2 separate regions of the Sus scrofa genome follow, and region 2 is linked to region 1. The links are chromatin contacts, called in public Hi-C maps. All regions are on one chromosome and are shown on one strand. Each heading gives the region's core, a stretch centred on a gene start, on an enhancer-like site or on the middle of the called end of the contact. The rest is flanking DNA. Distances are from core to core; before and after follow the strand shown.

Evidence for each region. A called contact is a pair of places that touch in the nucleus more often than the background predicts.
Region 2: a contact with region 1 is called in a Hi-C map of skeletal muscle, with 12 times the contacts expected there. The contact joins the enhancer-like site here to the promoter of CEACAM1 in region 1. A contact is called at or near these places in 2 of 5 promoter capture datasets (liver and skeletal muscle), 30 of 47 Hi-C or Micro-C datasets (adipose tissue, alveolar macrophages, blood and 15 more) and 2 of 2 datasets of contacts at active chromatin or transcription factors (alveolar macrophages and skeletal muscle).

Annotation. Positions count from the first base shown.
Region 1 is chr6:49,432,756-49,440,367 of Sscrofa11.1, reverse strand. CEACAM1 (carcinoembryonic antigen-related cell adhesion molecule 1) reads right to left here and starts at 3,060. Exons shown (of 8, transcript XM_021094420.1): 1 at 2,859-3,060; 2 at 1,192-1,551. The coding sequence starts at 2,922. All of the region lies in intron 2 of ATP5SL (ATP synthase subunit s-like protein), which reads left to right.
Region 2 is chr6:49,510,415-49,518,026 of Sscrofa11.1, reverse strand. ATP5SL (ATP synthase subunit s-like protein) reads left to right here. Exons shown (of 6, transcript XM_021094422.1): 2 at 1-12. Among named protein-coding and RNA genes, the nearest start is that of LIPE, 35 kb to the left of the region's middle. Within about 2 kb of position 2,841, at least 5 of the 83 cell types and tissues checked have an H3K27ac peak or open chromatin away from gene starts, as enhancers often do. A contact at or near this core is called in liver and skeletal muscle, where this site is marked.

The DNA of each region.
Region 1 (7,612 bases), core at 1,811-4,310:
CAGATAATTCAGTTCTAGAATAAACAGAATTACTTCTCCAGTTGTTTTCACTTCCCAGGTCAGCCTCTCTCCCTCTGAGCTGAGGATGCCCAAGAAGAAAGGCTCCAAACCAACAGCTGGTTTCTGGGTCCACATTTGCACAGTAAGGCCCCCAGGGTGGAGGAGAGGCTGAGGCTGTGATCTTGGAATGACTCTGATCGCCTAGTTGTGGTCTGTGTGACACTGATTCAGTGACTATATCCCCCCTGTAACTCGGCTTTTCCTCAGTAAAGTGGGATAAATGGTAAATGCTCTCAGCCTTGTCCTATTGTCTGTATCATATATCATTATATCATTCAAATTATATATAATTCAACCTTATATCATTCAGATTAGCAGTATAAAAACTCCTCTTTGGCATAGAGGAGTTGCCAGATAAATTGTTTACTCTTATTTGCATCCACTTGGGAGGGTTCCCTGGGCTTCACCCTGGTGGATGAGGAGCTGCCAGGAGCATCGTCACTCCTCTCTTCATCCCTGGGGACACTGATCTTCCTCTGGGGTCTCCTTAGTCCCCACAGCAATTGGCTAATGGCCTGGACCTGGCTCACCTTGCTTTTCATGCCGAGTCTCAGGTGAAGGACCAGGCTCCACCCCTGTGGCTCTTGGAGCTGAGCCCTGACTGGTGAGCAGCTCAAAGCCTTGGGACTCAGGCAGCTGGGAACTCGCTGCTCCCCGTCAGCCCTGCCCAGGAGCCCAGAACCCAACAGTGGCACAGACCCTCCAGGGTCACTGGAGGAAGGGGCCCTGGGACAGGGTCTGGGGAGGGGCTTCCTGGGACTGAGCTTCTCTGTGAGGCTCCCAGGGGGTCCTCAGGCCAGGCCCCTACTGAGTCCTACAGGGTCTTCCTCAGGGTCATGGTCACCGGGAGGGGCCCAGGGGTTGGACTGAGTCTGACCTCCTTCTGTTGAGTTACTGCCATCAGACTGGTCCTTCTTTCTGCACAGAATGTTTGCAGGGTCTGGATTCCAGGAAAGAAAGTTTGATCCTTTGAATTTTATCTCCCATGTGTGTGTCCTGAACTAAATTTTCAAACCCCGACATGGGACATAATGCAGAGGGGATGGGGGCACAGTCCAGGCCTGTCAATCCTGAGTCTGTGAATAGAATTCACCCCACCCAACACCCAGAGGTCAGAAAGGAATCACTTACGGTATACACGGAGTAGTCCAGTTACAATTTCTCTCTGTAAATCATTCTTTGTAACCATCAGAGTGTAGTATCCTGTGTCATTCTGGGTGGCATTCTGGAACAGCAGGGATCCATTGGGGTAGATTCTCTCTCGACCACTGAATGTAGGTCCTTGGGTATATGCTTGAGTGTCTATTCTGTATGTTACAATTAGTTGGTTGTTCTCTACTCTTTCTCCTCTGTACCAGCTGTAGCCTAGAGTATCCTCTGTCGCATTGTGGGCAAGTAGAAGAACATCGCTTCCTTCTGCGACATTGAAGGGCACTGATTCAATAGTGATCTGGGCAGTGGCGGGCAAGTTCCAGAAGCTTAGGAGTGAGACTAGGGGGAAAGAGAGAGAAATCAGTTAATATTCTGTTTTTTAAGCAGGTCATTTTGGTTTTTCAATTTTGAACATGCCATGGGCGTGTGGAAGCTCCCCAGGCCAGAAATCAAACCCAAGCCACAGGAGTGACAACAGTGGATCCTTAATATTGAGCCACTAGGGAACTCCTCAATATTCTGACCTGTGTATTAGGATGGAAAAATGTGGCCCTGGGTCCTGAGAAGGTCTCTTCATCCCTTAGCCTTTTTTGCACTGTGTGTGTGTGTGTGTGTGTGTGTGTGTGTGTCCTACTGGTTGAAGGTCAGCAGCATGACCCCCATTACTTCATCTTCTCTGAACTTGTTATTTCCTCTGCCTTCCCAGGTGTGTGCCTGGCTCACTCCCTCACGGCCCTCACACGCCTGCTCACACTCAACGGGTCTCTTGGGACCTACCCTGCCCAACCTCCTGCTCTAAGGACCCCATCTTTGCTGTCTTTTTTTATTTTTTTTAAGGGCCATACCCACGGCATATGGCTATTCCTGGGCTAGGAGTCAAATCAGAACTACAACCACTGGCCTACACCACAGCCACAGCAATGCCAGACCCAAATCGTGCCTGTGACCTATACCAAAGCTCATGGCAACGCCGGATCCTTAATCCACTGAGCGAGGCCAGGGATAGAACCTGCATCCTCACGGATACTGGTGAGATTCATTTCCACTGAGCCACAATGGGAACTTCCCCATCTTCACTGTCCACCTTTCCCTGCTCTGTTTCCTCAAGACACTTGTCAGCACTGACAGCACATTCTGAATCTCTCTGTGTCTGTCTTTCCTCCCCATAGAACGTGAGCTCTGTGAGGGCAGGAACTTGTCTGATTCTTTTGTCCCCTGAGTGCCTGGAACAGGCTGCAAACACATGGTGATGAAGCAATCAGTGTCCCCAGCGCCCTCCACACCTTGGTGTTTATTTGCCATTTTCTGAAGTTGGTGGGTAATGTAATGTTTAGTGTCCCTGGTTGAGTTGTTTCTCTATGACAATAACTGATTAATATCGTTATCAGTTTTCAACAGTTATTGCTCAGTGAAGAATAACTTGTAAGACCTACAGAATCGCGGTGTCCTGCCCCTCACCAATTGCAGTTCACTGAGATTTTCCTATTGCCGAGCCCCTCTCCCCTCCTATTGTGGTCCCCTGTCCTCTCCCCTCAGGTCCAAACAGAAGCCCCTAGTCCCCTCTCAGAGCCCTGTCTCCCCAGAAGACCCCAGCCAGTCTCTGTTCTCCCATCTCTAATTACTCCCTGAAAATTGTCCCCTCTTACCTGCCAGCAGGAGCCTGTGCCAGGGGACATGCCCTCTGTGGGCAGGGGCTGAGGGGGGCTCCATGGTGCCTGCTGCCTGCTGTGTCCCTCCCTGTCAGAGAAGAGTTTCTGCTCCAGAAAGGCCCACAAGCACTGCTGTCTGATGTGTGAGCTCTGCTGTCCTTCCTCCCTCTGTGCTGGGCCTCCTCCTGGGGCAGGAGCAGTTCCCTGGGTCACGTGGGTGGGGGCGGGGTCTCTCCAGGACCCTCCCTCTCCCTCCTCTCTTGTTCCTGCCTGCCTTCCTTCCTCGCTCTTACCTTTCTATTTGCATTTCATTTTCCTGTGAACCACTGCTGTTTCTGCCTTTTTCAGCTTGACTTCTCACCGTGGAAACACACACACACACAATTTGCCATTGGTTGCGGGGAGCACAGCCCTGGGGCTCAGGGTCCTGGGCATTGCCCCTAGTCCCCAGTTGGAGTGCACAGTCAGCCTCTCCCGCAGTTTCCTCCTCCCCTCCTGAGCACACTTTCTATAGCAAGGCTGATGGGGGCTCCTGAGAGGCTGATCCAAATACCCCAGCATTGGCATCTGCTGTATTCTGCCCTGAGGTCTGTCAGCACCACACAGAGAGTGGAGAGGTCCTTAAACCCGATTATGATTTCCCTTTGTGACAAAGAAACCCAGCTGGGCACCCAGGGTCTTCCCAGCATTCTCAAATGCTCTGACAAGTTTGCATTCTATTCCTGCCAGAAGATCCGGAAAAGGATTGAGAGGCTGGAAAGGGGTCAAGGTCACTGATGCCTGGCGAGAGGGACCCTCCTTCTATCTCTGTTGGAGTCCAGCAAGGCACAGCTTCCAGGAGCCCACGCTCAGGACCTGAAGGAATAGTAGTTCTCAAAGGTGTGCAGTGGGCCTGGCTAGATGGAGGGGCTGACAGAGTCCAGCTGGAGAGCTCGGAGAGCAAGAAAGACCATGGAATAAGGTGACACTGATGAGGGTGAGATTCAGCTCAAGATTCGCAGTCCTTGGGGAGGCGCGAGGCTGTGGAGTAGCTCTGCCGCCCTCTGGTGGACAAGGCGGGAAGTACAGCAGTCACCGTCTCCTGCCGCTCTGTTTTTCAACATCAATCTGTAGACTTTTTACATGGGTCATATATTATGTTAATGCTCCGTCACGCTCCAGCTCTGTGAGTCACAGTCTCTGTTGCTGCAAGAACTCCAACGCCCTTCCTTAAAGAGATGTCACCAAGCTCAGGTTTCCGGGAATGTATATACTAGTCTGCGTTTGTCTCCAGTAAGTTACACTGCGTATATCCCTGTGTGGCAGTGGTGTCTGTGGCTGGAGCACTGGGTGGTGGATCTGTGTGGAGAAGAGGGAGGACCAGGGAACCAGGAATGTCAGAGGGCAAGGTCTTTGTGTCAGGGGAGCATAGGGGAAGGATGGACAGTCAGCTTCCCCTCTCGCTCCCAGGGCCTGGTGTCCAGAACAGAAAGTCTGAATCTGGGACACTCATTGCTACCCTCTCAGTGTCCCTGGGTCAGGTGAGATGGGAGCTGGTTCCTTCTTGTTCATTAAGACCTGGGCCTCGGAGCTCCTGCTGTGTTATAACAGGATCGGCAGCATCTTGGGAGCGCTGGGATGCAAGTTCAATCCCCAGCCCGGCACAGTGGGTTAAGGATCCAGCATTGCCTCAGCTGTGGCTTAGGTCACAACTATGGCTCGGATCTGATCCCTGGCCTAGTAAGTCCGTACGTCACGGGGTGGCCGATAAAGGGGAAAAAAAAAGACCCGGGCCTCATATGTGCCCGGGTCTTCATGGCTGAACTCTTGTGTTAAGTCCACTTTTTGGGGGAGTGGGGGCACAGCCACGATATACGGAAGTTTGTTGGCCAGGAATCAAACCCACGCCTCCTCAGCAACCCGAGCCCCTGCCTACAGTCTGATCCTTAACGCACTGCTTCACAGTGTCCATAAAAGTGGACACTCCTCCAAGTCCACTTTTATCCAGGGTTGTTGACACTCTCTGTCCACATCAGCTGTGAATGGAGAGGCCCCTGTTCCTGAGATGGTTTCGCACAAACGGTCCCACCCAGGGCCTCAGTGGAGCTCCCACAGTGCCTCCGATCCTCTACTTCTCCCCTCCCCACTCCTGGGGTTTCTCCTTGGGCTTCTCTGGACAGCCTCATCCATGGCCTCCACCTGCCCCTGTCCCTGCCATCCCTGTGATCGCAGCCCCCTCAAAATCTCTGTCATTTTTTCTGACCCCTGATCCCTGTGAGGGAAGGACATTGACGCTTAGGCCAGTGCTCTCCAGGCTCTTAACATTTTGGACAGCTTGAGAGTTAGGAACCCTGATGTGTCAGTGGAATCGTTTTTGTGTCTGCCAGTGGAAGCATTCCTTCCTTTGGAACTAAGACCTTCCAGGCCAGCAGAGCACAACGTCATGGGAACAGGAAGTATACATTTTGCTAAGGGATCATTAGGGGTAAGTGAGTGGCATCACTTCTCTTTCCACTCCTTGATTCCTGGACCTGAGAATCCCAGCTATGGGAGTAACAGCACCGTTTAGTGGACCCTGATTCCGAGTATATCTAGCCTCCTGGAATACCTTCCTTCGGCCCTGAAAGGTTTTGCCACCTAGCTGGTGCTGAAATTGAGTTTCCAAAAGGCCTCTCTACTCCTCTGTCAAGTCAGCTGTTTCAGGATGTAAGATTAGTGAATTCCATGAGCATGGCCCATCGCTGCATTTCATTTGTGATGAAATGAGTTCCTAGATCAGAGCAATGCCGTGTGGAGTACCATGATGGAAGGGATAAGGCATTCTGTGAGTCCACGGATGGTAGTTTTGGCAAAAGCATTTGTTTGCAGGGAAGACAAATCTGTATCCAGAGTAACTGCCTATTCCAATGAGAACAAAATAAGCTCCATCCCCATGGCCATGGCCACTTTGTGAGTCCACCAGGCAAAAGCAGGGGTGGTTGGGGAGAGGGGCTGACCGGTGTCCACAGAACAGGTCATTCTAGACACTTGATTATTTCAATCCTCTTCTGCTGAGGTGAATGGTGAGCATTCAGAGGTTTATCCACGTGCTTCTTCCCCTCTTCCTTATACCCAATTTTCCAATATTCTTACCAAGTCCCTGACCGTAGTCCATGAATTAGTATGTAATCACACATCTGGTCATTTCTCCTTCAAGCAAAATGAACAGTCCAGTGCACTGCCTGAAGTTCTGCCCTCTGAGAGGATTTCCCTTCACTTTGATCTTCAGGAAAGTTTCAGAAAGGGGTTATAATGCTGCAATTGTCCCCTTTCACCTGGTGCCTGCATATCAAGCAGAAACATCTGTAAACTAAACCCAAGATTTCTTTCTCCATTTACTAGCTCAGAGGGAACTCCCCAGGGGCCATAGGTGTGGCTCTGAGAGAGAAGGCAAGGTAGCAGGAGTGGGACCAATGGCATTTGGGCCACTTCTTCATGTAACTCACTTGTGCCTCAGGACCAGCTCAAGCCAGCTCCCACATGTAGCACTTCCTTTTGATGATGGAGTATGGCTGTGCCCACCCAGCTTTATGGCTTTTGCTGTATCCGGCAGCACTCAGCTCCTGATGGAATTAGTGTCAGTTCAGAGCCAGTAATCACCAAAAGGTCTGATTGTTTCCTTTTCCCCAGTGCACCAGAAGCTCAGGTCACATGGTGATTTAATGGCCCATGGTCAAATGTTCAGTCTCTACCAAGGTAAGCCAGAAGCTGTTTCTCAGAAGGAGAATATTTATCCTGAGAGGGGAGCGAGACTTTGCTCCAAAATCCTAAAGGCCTAAGTATGATTCACTTCAGTGGGCTGCTAATGGCTCCAAAGAGCATCCCTCTCTGCCACTGCCACTTCAAGTGTCACTGGATCTGCTGCATCATCTGGCCCATGTGGCACAGCAGCTTTAACAGAGCATGGACTTATTGCAGTACCTTCTCTTTTTCTGGGTACCACTCAAAACTAATAGCTTTTTTTGGCGTTCCCGTTGTGGCTCAGTGATAACAAACCCAACTAGTATCCATGAGGACGTGGATTCGATCCCTGGCCTCCCTCAATGGGTTAAGGACAAGGACCCAACATTGCCGTGAGCTGTGGTGTAGGTCACAGACACGGCTGGGATCCCGTGTTGCTGTGGCTGTGGTGGAGACCGGCAACTGCAGCTCTGATTTGACTCGTAGCTTGGAAACCTCCGTGTGCCCTAGGTGTGGCCCTAAAAAGAAAAAAAAAAAACAAAAAACAAAACAGTATCTTCTTTGGGTCACTTGGTAAATGGGCTGCAGTAGCAGCCCTAAATGAGAAATAAGTTACCTCAAATACTCAAAGACGCCCATTAGGCATTGTCCTTCTTTTTTGATTATAGGAAGGGCCAGATGCAACGGCTTATCCTTCAGCTCAGAAGAGGTATCGCAGTAGCCTCCCTGGACACCTCAGAAATTTTGCTGAGGCAGAAGGCCCAGAATTTTTATTGGCTTTATTTCTCACCCTCTGACACACAAACGTCTCACCAATAAGTCTAGAGTACTAGCTACTTCCTGCTCCCTAGGTCTAGTCAGCATAATATCACCACGTAATGAACCAGTGTGAGTCTTATGAAAGGGAAAGGCTGTCAAGATCCCTGTGCGTTAAATCATGACACAGGGCTGGAGAGAGGATAAACACCTGGGAGAGGACAGGAAGGGGTGCTGCCAGCCTTGCCCGCTGAAAGCAAACTGCTCTGGTGGATTTTATTTATTTATTTATTGTC
Region 2 (7,612 bases), core at 1,592-4,091, 78 kb before region 1:
AAGTTCACAAAGGTAATGGTGACTCATCTGGAGTTAAAATCCAGGCTGAGGCTCTTATTCTGTTGTTCTTTTTGCAGCCCTACATGACCCTAATGTTAGGGTGTACCTGAAAATGAAGCTGCGTGTTACTATAGTATTATGGCTATCAAAAGAAACATCAGACATTTTTGGACCACTTTTATGATTTTTTGCTATAACTTATACCACCTCTTCTACTATTTACTTTATAATTTTTCTTAAATAAAGTTAATTTATTGGAGTTCCCGTTGTGGCTCAGCGGAAACGAATCTGACTAGCATCCATGAGGACACAGGTTCAATCCCTGGCCTTGCTCAGTGGGTTAAGGATCTGGCATTGCCATGAGCTGTGGTGGAGGTCACAGACGTGGCTCAGATCTGGCATTGCTGTGGCTGTGGTATAGACTGGCAGTTGTAGCTCCAGTTTGACCCCTAGCCTGGGAACCTCCATATGCCCTAAAAAGACAAAAAAAATTAAAAAAATTTTTTTTAAAGTTAATTTACACAATAGCTTTTTCCTGTGCAATATTTTCTGTGAGATTATGAGTTTGATATGCGCTTAGATTTTTTATACATGCATTAAAATAAGTATATGAATATTAAAGTATAAGCTAGTTTATGTTCTACCTAAAATCAGTTTTGGAAAATATTAATACAATGAAAGAGCATGGACTTTACATGCCGGCAGACCTATGGATCTTACCTATGTAATCTTGCAGAAGTCACTTAGCTTCTATGATCTTTGGTTCTCTGGTTTGCAGAGTGGATATTAGTATCCACCTGGCAGTGTCGTTAGGACTAAAGGAGCTACTGTGGGCCCAGGGCCCAAGCAGGTGTTCAGTACACAATGGTTATTATCCTCATTGTTTTTGCAGATTTCTAGTTACTTCCCAAAGGGAGTGTTTATGCTGGAGTATTAGGCTTCTTGCTTTCTGCAGACTTGCCTGTGTAAAAAAGTCATTTCCACTTGTTAGGTTTTGTGGTAGATCTCTTATTATTTTGACGTCTCAGTGCCACTACTTATTAGCATTGTAATTTTGGACAAGTTGCTAAATGTTTCTGTGCCTCATTTATATAATTTGTAAAACAGAGCTGAAGAAAGTACATTGGTGTGTGTATGCATTGTCTGTTTCCTAGCTCTGTCCACCAGAAGGCCTTTGTAGCAACGGGCAATATCTTGTGCCCAGGTTTGTGACTATCATTCTCCCTTGAAAGGAACCAGGACTCTGTGGAGAAACGGCTGACTCCAGGGCTGGGGAAGGGAAGTACAAGTTGAGCCTGGAACATCTTTGTGGTGTGAGAAATTCAGGAAATGACATGTCAAGACATGTCAGAACTCACTGAAACCACCTCGAGCCCAGTGGCCAGTGAGCAACAGTGGGACAATATGAGTAACATTAGAAATAAGGGTAATAGTGGATTATACTCCACAAATATCCCTGAGTCTTTACTTCTATAAATAAATATTGAATAAGTAAGTGGGAGAGAAGGGACAGCTCTTTCATATAGTAGAATCTTAATAAATGTAGAAGGAATGAAGGAAATAGAAAATCACCATTTTGCTGAGACCATGGTAATGCTTGTTGGAGGCAAGAATCATCAATGGATTTTAAAAATTAATGGGAAAAATTATGATGAGAAAAAAAGGCTATTTGCATAGTCTCAAAGTACCTCCCGCAAGATATTTGTTAATTACAATGGGAAAATAGTAGTTTTATCAACACCACCTTAACCAGTGTTGAAACTTAACATCACCCGTCACGAGAGATTTTGTTATCGTGGGTCTTCTGCTGTGCTGCACCGAGAAGGCAAACATCACTTCTGTGGTATTAGTGCCCAAAATGCATAATCTGAATTTAGATACGAGGAAACGGCCAGATAAACTGAGGGGCATTCTATGAAATTAATGATGGTACTCTTCAAAAGTGTCAAGGTCATGAAAGACAAGGAAGGCTGAGAAACTGCCCTAGATTGAAGGAGACCAGGAGACAGGAGATCTTTTTTTCAGTGTGGGATCCTGGACTGGATTCTGGACCAGGAAAAGGACATCAAAGCAAAGTCTGAAAAATTTGTGCCATTGATAATAGTTTTATATTATTGTTATATCATTGTTAATCTTCTGGTTTTGATAATCATATTATTGCTGTATGCGGTGTTATTTGAAAAACAAAAAATAAAACTATGGAGTTTTTTGATCTATGGGAACCCTGATCCTTTTTATGACATTTTTGAAGTCTGAAAAATGAAAAGTTAAAAATTTTAATTTTAACTGAATGTAAAAATACATTAGACAGGAAGTTCCCTTGTGGCACAGCAGGTTAAAGGTCTGGTGTTGTCTCTGCAGCGGCTCAGGCACTACTGTGGCTCAGCTTCAGTGTCTGGCCTGGGAACTTCCACAAGCTGCTGGCAACCACAATAATAAAAACAAAGAAAACACATTAGATATCTGTGAGGACACATGAGGTAATATGTGCAAAGTGCTTAGGACAATGCCTGCCACACAGGATTGCTTAACAGATGGGAGCTATTACTGCCGGTTTATAATTAATAAGTAATCTTATAAGTAATGATTATTCATTATTGTCATTTATTCCCTAATATTCTTGTAATTTCTCAGCTAGTTCTTTTTCCCCTCTGACCTGTGAAAAGCATCTTAAGAATGTATGTGGTTATTTTAGAGATAAAATAAGATCAGATTTGATTTTGAGGATTTGGGGTGTGGGCAGACAAGAGCATGTTATTTCCTCTCACCCCAAGTGTCCCTGTCTGGGAAACAAGATCTGAGCTCAGCCACCACCACCACCCATCTGCTGTGGTTTGTCATTGCTCCACCTGGTGGCATCGTGCGCTTTCCCCAACTCGTTGCCCTTGTGCCTTAGGAGCTATTTTAGAAGTTTTACACAGTTCATTCATTGAAACTTTACTAGGTTTGCATTATCGATGGTGTACTCTTCAAAACCGTTGTATATGCTAAGTGGGGTTTATTCATTTTAAGATGATAAAACTGAGGCTTAAAAATGTTCAGCATCTTGTCCAGGCTTGCAAAGTAAGTGACAGATCCAGGATTTGGAACCCAGTTCCCCTGAATTCAAGTCTGAGTCTAAAGGTCGAGGTGAGTCTATGGAGTTTCCGTTGTGGCTGAGTGGGTTAAGAACCCGACCGGTATCCCTGAGGATGTGGGTTTGATCCCTGGCCTTACTCCGTGGGCATTGCTTCGAGCTCTGGTGTAGGTCTTAGAGGCAGCTTGGATCTCCTGTTGCAGTGGCTCTGGCATAGGCCAGCAGCTGCACCTCCAATTTGACCCCTAGCCTAGGAACTTCCATATGCTGACGCCGCAGCCCTAAAAAGCAAAAAAAAAAAGTCCAAGTGAGTATAAATGAGTCGCCGAGTTTGAGATTTATTGATATAGAGCAGTGACTCTCAATTGGGGATGGGTTTCCCCCTCCAGCGGACATTTACAGAGTCTGGAGATATTTTTGGATATGTTAACTGGGGGTGTGGTGGGGAGGGGGTTGCTGGGCGAGGCTGCTATTGGCTTCTAGCAGGTCGAGGCCACAGGGATGGTGCTAAACAGGTTACAGAGCGCAGAGCAGCCCCGGGTCTAGCTGAGTGGAGCACAGAGCACTCGGGAGTGTGAGTAGGGGTGGACTGAAAGGCAGCCGTGGCTGGAGCTTTGAATCCAGCCTGAGGACTCGAGCCTTGGTGTCTATCACAGCGGTGGAAAAGCCTTCCCTTCCAAAATGGTGGTCTAGTGCCAGGGCTGTGGGGCCAGCGGCTTCCAGAGAGCTCTCTCTGTAAGGGAGGGAACGTTTGGAATTGGGGTGGAGTCGGGGGAATTGGGGTGCCGTGGCTTTAGGGCCGAGTCAATGCTGAGTGACAAAGCTATTTGGCCTTCAGGTAGCCCTTGGGGAGATGTTCCCCTCCAGTGGGCACACACGTGGGGATGTGGTCTCTTCTGCACATTTGCCCTGCTAGGGGCTCGGCCACTTGGCTGTAGTGAAAAGTGGCACTTATTCGGAACCCCTAACCCAAAGGTGAGCTGTGCGAACAGGGCTTCAAACATGGGTACTGTGTGGTGGTGTGATTTTTCTAGTTCATCATCACCTTACCATGAAGTTGCGCTAAAAAATGGTTGGGACACGTCTGGTGCGCTGTAAAGAATGTCATGGAGGACCGACTTCTTGTCTTCAGATGTCCAGTCACCTTCAACACCCTCCACCACCGCCTCCCAGGCTGGCCCTGGGGAGGTTCATTGCTCTCTGCCACAGGGATTGGGGCAGAGGTAAGGCGGCAAATCTTTGAGGAGCCTGTGTTTTCTTCTCCCCCGCCAGCTACGGTTGCAGGCACTTTCACACACATCCGCCCGTTTAACTCTCACAGCCCTCTCTGGATTTCTGTACAGTTCTCTCCTTTTTATAAAGGAGCAAACAGACACTGAGAAAGGCTAACTTGCCCCCAGTCCCTGAGGCCTAGAGGGGCTGCATTTTACTGCATGTGTGGTCATGCTCGTTTCTGTTTTGCCACATTTCTCCCACCTTTTTATCTTTCACAGAAAATTAAAAAAAAATTTTTTTTTTTTTACCTGTATTTGGGCTTCTGGAGACCGTGGACATCAGCCTTAGTGGCAGCAACAGAAGGAGGGAAGCGATTAGAACTTTCATTCCACCTGTTGGTGCTGCGACAAGTCACTTGAAGTCGCTTGAAGACTGTGTGACAGGTTCCCACTCCTTGGGGTGGCTCAGGCTGTGTGTGGCTCGGGGTTGGTGGTCTGCGCTTTAATCCCAGGCCAGTGTTCCCACTAGAGGGTGAGAAGGGCTAAGTGCCACCAGCCTTGTTAGGTAACAGGTTGGATCATGGGCTTTATCGGAATCTGGGAGGGAAAACCAGGCAAACAAAAGAAGTGAAAGACTCTTAAGAACCTGAGCAGGTGACTGATAACTTGGCAGCAGCGCTGCTTCCCTCCCCCTCTATACCCCCCAATGTGCTAGGATTTCTTCCCCCAGTCTGTCTGCTTGTTTGAATTTCCTTATACCTTTGAGTGGCATTTTCTAGCTTAGTCTCTGACAGGAAAGCGAGTCTCAGGGTTGGCAAAGTGAGGAGGACACGGTCTGCTTCCCCTCTGCCCTCCCGACTCCCAGCCTTGGCACATTATCGGCAATAGCAGTGTTGTTGTTTGGGAAGTTGCCGTGTCCTGACTTTGACAATTTCCTCGAGTTCTGTGGCCACACGAGGTGGGAAGCAGAGAGGATGAGGGAGGAGAGGCTCTGTCTCTTGCCCCGAGCCCTGCCCTGGAGCACTGGGTCAAACCAGGCCTCCTGTTGTTGGTCAGGAAGGTGGCGCTGCCTAAAGGAGAGGGACCTGGGTTGGTGGAAGACCCTCAAGGCTTCAGGTCCAAGAGGGTTTGAGAAACAGGAACCACAGCGGGGAAGGTGTTAGCTCAGGCTGCTGGGCTCTTGGCGCCAGACCTCGTTTGGAAAGAGTCCAAGGCTAAGGCAGGAGCTGATCCTACCTGGAGCAAACACCAAGGGTACAGGACATCAACACTTACTAAACCTGACTGGTGGACAGAAAATGGAAAGCACCCCTTCAGGCCCTATGTGTGTGTGTGATCTTCTATCAGAAAATGTTCTTTTTGATAATAGACTGCTATTTCAAATGCTTTCTAAGATAGCAGGGTTACAAAAAGGGTTACAAAAATATCATTCAATTCAACAAACTTTTACAGAATACTCTCAAAGTGCCAGGCCCTACATAAATTCAGGAGCATAAAAATGAACAAGAAACAGCCCCGGGAGTTCCTGTCGTGGCGCAGTGGTTAACGAATCCGACTAGGAACCATGAGGTTGTTGGTTTGATCCCTGCCCTTGCTCAGTGGGTTAATGATCCGGCGTTGCTATGAGCTGTGTGTGGTGTAGGTCGCAGACGCCTCTCGGATCCCGCGTTGCTGTGGCTCTGGCGTAGGCCGGAGGCTACAGCTGCTATTAGACCCCTAGCCTGGAAACCTCCCATATGCCGCGGGAGTGGCCCAAGAAATGGCAAAAAGACAAAAAAAAAAAAAAAAAAAAAAAAAAAGAAAAGAAAAGAAAGAAAGAAAGAAAAAAAAAAGAAACAGCCCCTGCCTCAAAAGCCTCCACTCAATCAGCTCCAGGCTCCTTCTCTGCCCTGCCCACCTCTGCCCTCCCCCAACACAAATCCTTCCCCACCCTTCAGACCCAGTCCAAGTTCCGCTAAACCCAGAGTTCCCTGGCGTCTCACAGTCCACAGTGAACTCTTGCCTCTTCTCAAATTTGGTCCCCTGTGTCTCTAGGTGTTATGACGTATACACGTCACCTCCCTGGCTAGACTTGAGCTTCCAGAGGACACAGACCACTGTTAGAACGTTGCAGGGAGGAGCCACATCAGTGGTTTATATCAGACCAAGCTCAGCCGAGCCCGAGCCTTCAACTCCAGGACAATCTCCACTGCCTGGCAGGGTGCCTGCTGCCTGCAGATGCTTTATAAACTCTGTAGTAGCAAAGTCTACAACTTGTCCAAAGGCAGACAATCTGAAACCGAGAGGGTAAGAAAGAGCAAACCAAAGCCATGCCTTCCTTGCCTTCTCCCTCCTCTTGGCTGGAACGGTCACACCACCTGTTCTCACTCTGGTCTGGAGGAGCCAGGGAGGACTTCCTTCTTAACCTTCCGGTCAGAGTCCCCTGGTGACTCACCAGGTTAAGAATCTGGTGTTGTCACTGCTGTGGCTCTGATCTCTGCCAGATCCTTGGCGCTAGTTTGATCTCTGGCCTAGGAACTTCATCGTGCCCTAGGCGTGGCCCAAAAAAATCACCCAGAACTTAAGCCTGGCCTTTTCTCTGACCTTGAACTCATTTCCTAAAGTCCCTGGAACGAGTCGTGTTTAGTACGTGCTGACATTTGGGGCAAGAGCCAACCCTCCCACCTTTACTGGTGAGAAAGGTAAGATGAAGTGCATTTTCTGACTTTGGCCAGAAAGTGGCAGCACTGTCCCACTGTGATTTCCCAAGTCTCTGCCTAGATGTGGGCAAGTTGGAGACTAGGTTAGGATTAGGAAAGGGCACAAAAGAAGTTTCTAAGTAAAAATTTTTTTTTCTGTGAAGTAAGAGTTGAGATGAGTCTGAAAACATTGCATTTTAGAACAGGAAGACACTTTAATGAAAAAGAAGTGTGGCCAAAAAAAAAAAAAAAAAAAGAAGAAAAGAAAAATAAGTGATGAAAGGGAAAAACACACAACCAACAATACTCTATGCAGCAGGGCTCTCATTCAGATTTGATGGAGAAATCAAAACCTTTTCAGACAAGCAAAAGCTAAGAGCACCACCAAACCAGCTTTACAACAAAAGCTAAAGAACTTCTTTAGGCAGAAAAGAAAAGGCCACAACTAGAAACAAGAAAATTATGAAGGGTAAAGCTCACCAGTAAAGGCAAACATAAAATAAAAGTAGGAAATCATTCACAGACAAATATGATATCAAAGCCAGGAATCATGAGGAGAGGACAAATGCAGAATATATTGAAAATGCATTTGAAATTAAGGGACAAACAACTTAAAACAATTTTGTGTGTGTGTATATATATAG